2 separate regions of the Anas platyrhynchos genome follow, and region 2 is linked to region 1. Evidence: chromatin contacts called from public Hi-C data. All regions are on one chromosome and are shown on one strand. Each heading gives the region's core, a stretch centred on a gene start, on an enhancer-like site or on the middle of the called end of the contact. The rest is flanking DNA. Distances are from core to core; before and after follow the strand shown. Region 1 holds the start of XPO7 (exportin 7). Region 2 overlaps XPO7 (exportin 7).

The links. Hi-C and Micro-C count contacts between places; a contact is called where the count stands out from the background.
Region 2: a Hi-C map of skeletal muscle shows a contact between it and region 1, with 4 times the contacts expected there. The contact joins the enhancer-like site here to the promoter of XPO7 in region 1. A contact is called at or near these places in 2 of 8 Hi-C or Micro-C datasets (liver and skeletal muscle).

The regions. Positions count from the first base shown.
Region 1 is chr23:1,858,365-1,861,990 of IASCAAS_PekinDuck_T2T, reverse strand. It overlaps XPO7 (exportin 7), which reads right to left and starts at 2,020. Exons shown (of 28, transcript XM_038166910.2): 1 at 1,834-2,020. The coding sequence starts at 1,851.
Region 2 is chr23:1,893,523-1,897,148 of IASCAAS_PekinDuck_T2T, reverse strand. It overlaps XPO7 (exportin 7), which reads right to left. Exons shown (of 28, transcript XM_038166910.2): 20 at 3,314-3,402; 21 at 2,494-2,601; 22 at 1,321-1,403; 23 at 546-760. Among named protein-coding and RNA genes, the nearest start is that of PBDC1, 9.9 kb to the left of the region's middle. Within about 2 kb of position 1,683, at least 1 of the 8 cell types and tissues checked has an H3K27ac peak or open chromatin away from gene starts, as enhancers often do.

The DNA of each region.
Region 1 (3,626 bases), core at 771-3,270:
AAGAAACGTGCAGCGATTTGAGGCCGGAGGAGCTCCCAGACACCCAAAATCGCCCCATTTTTGCTGCCTCTGCCCCAGCACCGGGCGGTCTGCCCTACAAGAGGAGCTTGCAGGCATCGCACGGTATCACCAGCACCACCCGTGGGCCCTCAAACTTCACATAACCTCCAGTTTTTAAGGACCAGACTGGACGCACAACCCAAGCAAAGCCCTCAACGACTGCAGGAAACTTCTCAACTCCGTAATATTTACCTGCAAGCCCCGATTCCTCCTAAAACAGACCCAAATCTCACAGCACGTGCCATAAAAGCAGCCCTGGGTTGCTCGCACCGAGGGGCAACGTCTCCAGGTGATGCCGGATAACTCAACACCAGCTCTGTGAAACGAACGCTGGGTTTAATTAGCTCAAATCACGCCAAGATGAGCAGAGTTTCCCACTTCGGAAAGCCCTTTTCTCCCCCAAAAAATGCACCTAGCACCAAAACCCCCGCGTCCTCCTGCCACGCAGCGATCCCGAGGCACTTCTGAAGCCAACCTAGCGCTCTCCTGGCTGCCGGCAGCTACCTGGGGGTTCTCCAGAGCTGCTGCTGGGCGCCTTTACCTGCGGCGGGGAGAAGAAAAAGAGGATAAAAACACCCCCAGGACCCCCAGCCACGACGCCGAGCGATCCCTGCACCTCTGCCCGGCCGGCTGAAGGCACCGTGCCAGGCTGCAGGTGCCTGACCCCGGCCTGCAAACAACTTTTCCCTCGGAGCCAAACATCTCCCGAGCCCCCGCTGTTAAATTTTAACCCCCCCCCGGAGCCGCCAGCCTGCGATGGCGGTGCCCAAACTTCCAGTTTCTCACCCCGATATTTAACGGAGAGCCAGGCAGGGCTTTTAAAGGGCGGCTTCAGCCAGGCCCGCAGCAGGGTTTTGAGAGCCAGATGAGTTTTGGGGGGTTTTAGTAAAAGCAGAGCGGGTTTTTAAAGGGAAAGAGGGGAATTTGGAGAATTTGGGGGGAAATATAGGGGTAACGCAGTGAGCCCCTCTGCACCATGGTGCCCACTGCCCCCATATGGGGTTGGGGAGTGGGTGCTGGGGGGGGGGTAATGGGGTGCTAAGGGGATACTGGGGGAGTCCTGGGGGGATCCTGGGGGAGTACTGGAGGAGTGCAAAGGGGATCCTGATGGGATCCTGAGGGGGTCCTGGGGGGATTCTGGGGAATCCTGGGGGGGTCCTGACAAGGTGCTAAGGGGATCTTGGGGGGGTGCTGTGAGGATCTGAACGGGATATTGAGGGGATCCTGGGAGGTTGCTGAGGGGATCCTGGGGGGATCTTGGGGGGGTGCTGTGGGGATCCTGACGGGATATTGAGAGAATCCTGGGGGGATCCTGAGGGGATCCTGAAGGGGCTCTGGGGGGGTGCTAAGGGAATCCTGACGGGATATTGAGGGAATCCTGGAGGGGTGCTGTGGGGATCCTGGGGGGATCTTGACGAGGTGCTACGGGGATCTTGGGGGGCTGCTGTGAGGATCCTGACGGGATATTGAGGGGAACCTGGGGGGGTGCTGAGGGGGTTCTGAGGGAATCCTGGGGGGGTCCTGAGGGGATCCTGGAGGGATCCTGAGGGAATCCTGCGGGGGCGCTGAGAGGATCCTGAGTGGATCCCGGGCTGTTGCTGAGGGGATCCTGCCGAGACCCTGAGGCGATCCTCGCCCCCCTTTTTCCCTCCCCCACCCCCTTTTCCCCCCCCTCCCCCCGCCGCGGCCTACCCCCGTGCCTCAGGCCCCGAGGCCTGGCAGCAGCGAGGCCGGGCCGAGGCGTGGCGGCCCCCCGGGGGCCTCCCCCCTCACCTGCACATGGTCCGCCATCTTGCGCCATTCATGCTCCGCTCCCCCCCGCCTCCGCCGGGCCTTCTCCTCCTCCTCCCCCCCCCCCGCCCCTGCCCCCTGCTTCTTCCTCCTCCTCCTCCTCCTCCTCCTCCTCCCTCCCCTCTCCTTGTCGGCGGCGCCGCCGGGGGCTACTGCGCATGCGCGCGCCGCCCCGCCCCACCGCGCATGCGCGCGGCCGCCCCGGCCGCGCCCCGCCCGCCGCGCGCGCGCCGAGTGAGGCCACGCCCCCTCCGTGATGGCGGGGTGACGTCACGGAGCGAGGGGGCGGGGTTAAAGGGGACGCGGCCTGCGCGGCCTGAGGGAAGCAGTGGGACCAGTAACACCAGTAACACCAGTATGAGCGGGGCGCAGGCACAGTGCGCAGCTCCAGAGCTCCCAGTGCTGCCCAGTATACAGCCACAGTGCTCCCAGTGCCTGCAGGGTGCAATACCAGTGCTCCCAGTGCACAGCACCAGTGGCACCAGTACAACCAGTGCACAGCCCCAGTGCTCCCAGTGCTCAACACCAGAGCTCCCAGCGCTCCCAGTACTCCCAGTGCCCCCAGGGTTGAACACCAGTGCCCACAGGGCCCAACAGCAGTGCTCCCAGTGCCTCTAGGGCCCGGTACCAGTGCTCCCAGTAGTTCCCAGTACACAGCCCCAGTGCTTCCAGTGTCCCCAGAGCCCAACACCAGAGCTCCCAGTGCTTCCCAGTGCACAGCCCCAGCGCTCCCAGTGCCTCCAGGGCCCAACACCAGTGCCTCCCAGTACTCCCAGTGCCCCCAGAGTTGAACACCAGTGCCCGCAGGGCCCAGTACCAGTGCTCCCAGTGCCACCAGTACACAGCCCCAGTGCTCCCAGTGCCCCCAGAGCCCAGTGCCAGTGCTCCCAGTGCCTGCAGGGTCCAACACCAGAGCTCCCAGTGCTTCCCAGTGCACAGCCCCAGTGCTTCCCAGTGCCTCCAGTGCCCCACACCACTGCTCCCAGCGCCTGCAGTCCCAGCACCACAGCCCCCACCACTCCCAGTGCTCCCAGTTAGCGCAGGCCCCGCCCCGCCGCCCCACCCCAGTGCTCCCAGTGCTCCCAGTGCCCCCAGCGGGACCCCCCCGGGCTGTGCCCGCTGCGGGCCGGGGCGGAGGCGGCCGCGGGCGCCCCCTGGCGGCACTGGAGGGAGGCACCGGGGGGGGCGGGCATCGAGGGATCCACTGCGTGCACCCAGGGATCCAGTGCAAGTACCAAGGGATCCAGTGCTCTGCATGCACCGAGGGATCCCCCGAATGCACGAGGGATCCCCTGCATGCCCCAAGGGATCCCCTGTGTGCACCAAGGGATCCAGTGCTTTGCATGCACTGAGAGATCCCTTGCATGTACTGAAGGATCCAATGCTCTGCATGTACCAAGGGATCCCCTACATGCACCAAGGGATCCAGTGCTTTGCATGCTCCAAAGGTCCAAAGGATCCCCTGTGTGCACTGAGGGATCCAGTGCTTTGCATGCACCGAGGGATCCCCTGCATGTACCAAGCGATCCAGTGCTTTGCATGCATGCAAAGATCCCCTGCATGCACCGAGGGATCCAGTGCTTTGCATGCTCCAAGGGATCCCCTGCATGCACCAAGAGCAGCAGTGCTCTGCGTGCACCAAGGGATCCCCTACAGGTACCCAGGGATCCCCTACAGGTACCCAGGGATCCCCTACAGGTACCAAGGGATCCCCTGCACGTACCGCTGAGCGGGACCAGGTGCCTGCAAAACCCGAGCCACTTCCCACCCTGCCT
Region 2 (3,626 bases), core at 434-2,933, 35 kb before region 1:
GCTGAGTGTCTAAAGAGCAATGGTTTGGCTACCAGCACATTGGATTAAGAAGGTGCTGAATGCAGTCACAGAGGCAGCAGCAGCTTTCAGATCCTGCTATGAGACGAGTAAAGAGTTGGGAGGAGCATGCTGCCCTCTCTCCTCAATATTTTGAGGACCAGGATGGTGCTGAGAGGGCCTCAAAGTTCTGCTGTGAAATGGATTACTGCACACGAGGTAGAGATCTTCATTAAGCAGGTTGCACCGAGATCTCTGCCCACAGGCAACACAGGGAAGAGCAATCCTTCACTCGCAGGAAACATTTTGCAGGTAGAGAAGCAGTTATTTTTGGTAACTGCTTTGCTGAGACTTGGAGCGTGCCCTACTGGAGAGAGGAACACCCCTGGGTGCTGGGCTTGCAGCCTCCACGTGGGCCCTGCTGCTGGGGTTCCAGGAGGTGGCACGAGCTCATTTGTCTCTGTGATTAAGTTTTCCTTTACCATCTAATCTCCCAACCCTGCCTTTCCTAGCCGTGTTTACGCTGCTGATCACAGGTGTGGGCTTACCAGGAGGTCGCTGTGCGGGATGGAGAGCAGAAGCTTGATAAAGGTTTGCAAGGCGTTGTCCAGTGCATCGTCCCCGTACAGGCGGAAGACCCCGAAGTTGACGTAGCTCCCGCTCAGTGCAGCCTTCAGCATAGAGAAGCAGATGGAAATCCCCTTGAGCTTCAAGGCGTAGACTTGATCCTTTGGGACCTCCCCAAGCGTTAGGATACGATTTCCTGCACGAGCACAGAAGCGGACTCAGTATTTCAGCAACCACATCCGAACCCCTTCTCCCTCAGGGGGGCAGGAAAGACACAAAGGGAGAGCCCTAAGGAGTGACTGAGGAGTCAGCCACAAGCACCAAAGACCTATTATTTCCCAGGCAGCAGTTAAGGACCCCGTTACAAGTTAAAAGCTCTACTAGGAATCAGGGAAAACATCTGCGTGGAGTTTTGCTGTGGAAACAGGATGCACGCCAGGACTGCTCTCCACTTGCTTTGCAGGTCTGCCCGTGTCACCCCGCAGGCTCCCGCGGGGCTCAGCTGGGTTTCCTGCTCATTGTTGTCATTTTCCTCCTTGTTGGAGGAGCGTGGCAAACACCCTGGTGGTTCTGACTGCCTGCCTACCCGAGGACTTCATGCAGAAGCATCTCCCTGGCTCTGAGCATGCACTCAGCAAGTGATTTGGCACTGCCTGCCAGCCCAGGGTCATTCTCCGAGCTGGCAAGAGCCCAGCCCTCACTCCCCAAGCGAGCAGAGGGGTCAAGTGCATTCCATCCCACCTGCTGGGCACTCACCATACGTAGTTATCATTTTACTTGTTTCTCGGAAGAGCAGGATGCCGTTTGGTGAGGACACATCAAACTGCAGCCGTTGGGACCTAACGGGAAGGCAGAAAATAAATCAGATCTCTAACAAACTCATGGAGGAAAACAAAGCCCACGCACCAGGACCTCCAGGTGCTGCTCTGTGCCTCCTCCCCAGCTCCCCAAACACCCCGCTCTGGTGGAGCACTGCTGCTCCTTCCCACCACCAGGCAGGGCACAACCTTCTCAGGGACAGATGAGCTCTGCTGTCGCAGAAGAAAGGGCCTCTACGTCACGGCCATGAGGGATATTACAAGTCTGAGGCTGGAAATCCTGGCTTGGCAATGGTCACTAGGCTACTGCACACAAACACAGCGAGCAGCTTGGAAGCCAGCATTGTGGGGCAGGCTGACTGGCTCCTATTCATAACCCGAGCAAGAGTTCAGAGCTTGGCATTTCTTCCCCTGCAGTGAATAGATCTGAAAACTGATGTGCAGCGAGCTGTCCGCTTCACCTTCGGAATAAATGAGTGTATTCCAGGAAGGTTGCTCCTGCTGCAAAGATGCCATTCAGCTGGGGTAAACACTCTGACAGCACAGCTTCTCAGCAACCCTGAAACGGCTGCGCCTGAACCTCGTGTCCTTTCCACTTGGCTGTAACAATGGTCCCTTCCTATAGGGCTGTGTTCAGCTGGCTGCGGGCCGAAGCAACGTCTTGGCAACCTTCCACTGCCAGATTAGACAGCCTCTGAATGATCTGACTAGCGTCAGAGTACCTCTCTGCTGGCAGAAAGAGCTCATGGTCTAAAGCAGAAGTGGTCAGCTGGTTGCCAGACAGAGCAGCACTCGTCTGATTATAAAGGCAGGTTTTAAAAATTAACCCAACTCGCCTGCTTCCATCTTATGGCTCCAATCCCTGGAAACAAATGCTAAAGAAATTCAGAATTCTTCCTGACCTCGTCTCCTGGTCTCACTGAGTGACACAAGTGTTATCTGGGAGCTATCAGATTTTCCTCCCAGCTGAAACAACGCCAGCTTTGCCACCTCCCACCCTTGGCAGCCTGCAGAGCATAAATAGATGGGAGCAGGGAGCACACAACTGGGCATCGACACCCACGCAGTGGCTGAAGCAGACACGAATCCCTGCCAGCCCGGGGGCTCGTACCTGTTGTGCACCAGCTCAGCCATCAGTTTGAGGACGGGCGTCGTGCAGGCTGGGTCGTGGTACCAGAGCTCAATCGCCCGCTGCAGAATCGGCATGTAGGATGGGTAGCTGCAAGGGGAGAGCTAAGGAAGGAATTTCGGTGCTTTGTTTGAAGAAGAAAGGTCACAACTTTAACCAAAAGGCATGTTTTGGGCGCTGCATCCAAGCCTTGCAAAGCAGCTGGTTAACAACACGAGGCAGAGCTGATGCTGCTTGCCAGGGTCTGCTTTAGCAGGGACAAATCTTAGGTTCACTGAAGGAATTGCACTTCTACTAGGACAAACCAAACCAAAAGGGTTGTGGACAAAAGGGGAGATGCACAAAATCTGTCAGTGCGGCAGACAGCTGACCTTCACCAGCTAAAGAGAAATCTGGAGTCCAGATTCCATGCTCTTTAAGCAGCGATGCTCTCATCAAGAAGACAAAGACACCAACCACTGTTGGCTTTAGCGAGCAAAACTTTTGTTGCTGCTGAGCTGCGCGTATCCCACGAAAAACCACTGGGTGTTACAAGTCAAATCTCTTCAGGGCCACTTGGAAAACCCCAAAGATTCAGCTCTGAGCGGATTTCTACGTTGACTTGGTTGCAGACAAACAAAGTCAAAGCTATTTTGGGGCTCACAGACAGGACACCGTGTACTAGAAAAGTGAAGATTCCTCTTTTCCCACCGCAGCCAGGATTTAGCAGGGAACACGGAGCATTTGGATGCATTCAGACGGAGCTCCCCCCACCCCAAAGGACAAGGTGGCTCAAGTTCACAGGCAACGAACGGAAGGATACATCCACTCAAAGAGCATCATGAAGCTGGTCTTGGCATTGAAGGCAAAGGCTATTCCCCTCAGGTCTCTCACCAAACCAACCAAAGTTCTCTGCGTTGCAAAAGAAGCGACACGTTAAAACATGACACACGAATGGATCTTTCCCTCCCCGGCTCCACCAGCCCATGGCCACGGCCCTTCCTCCCATCCCAGCAGCAACACGAGGTTTATGTGGTGGCTGCTGATCCCAAATTCGACAGTTCTTCCCCTTCAGTGCCAGAAACCCTCTTTAAGCTGAGCCAGCAGAGTGACAGCACTGGGGTATTTCATTCCCA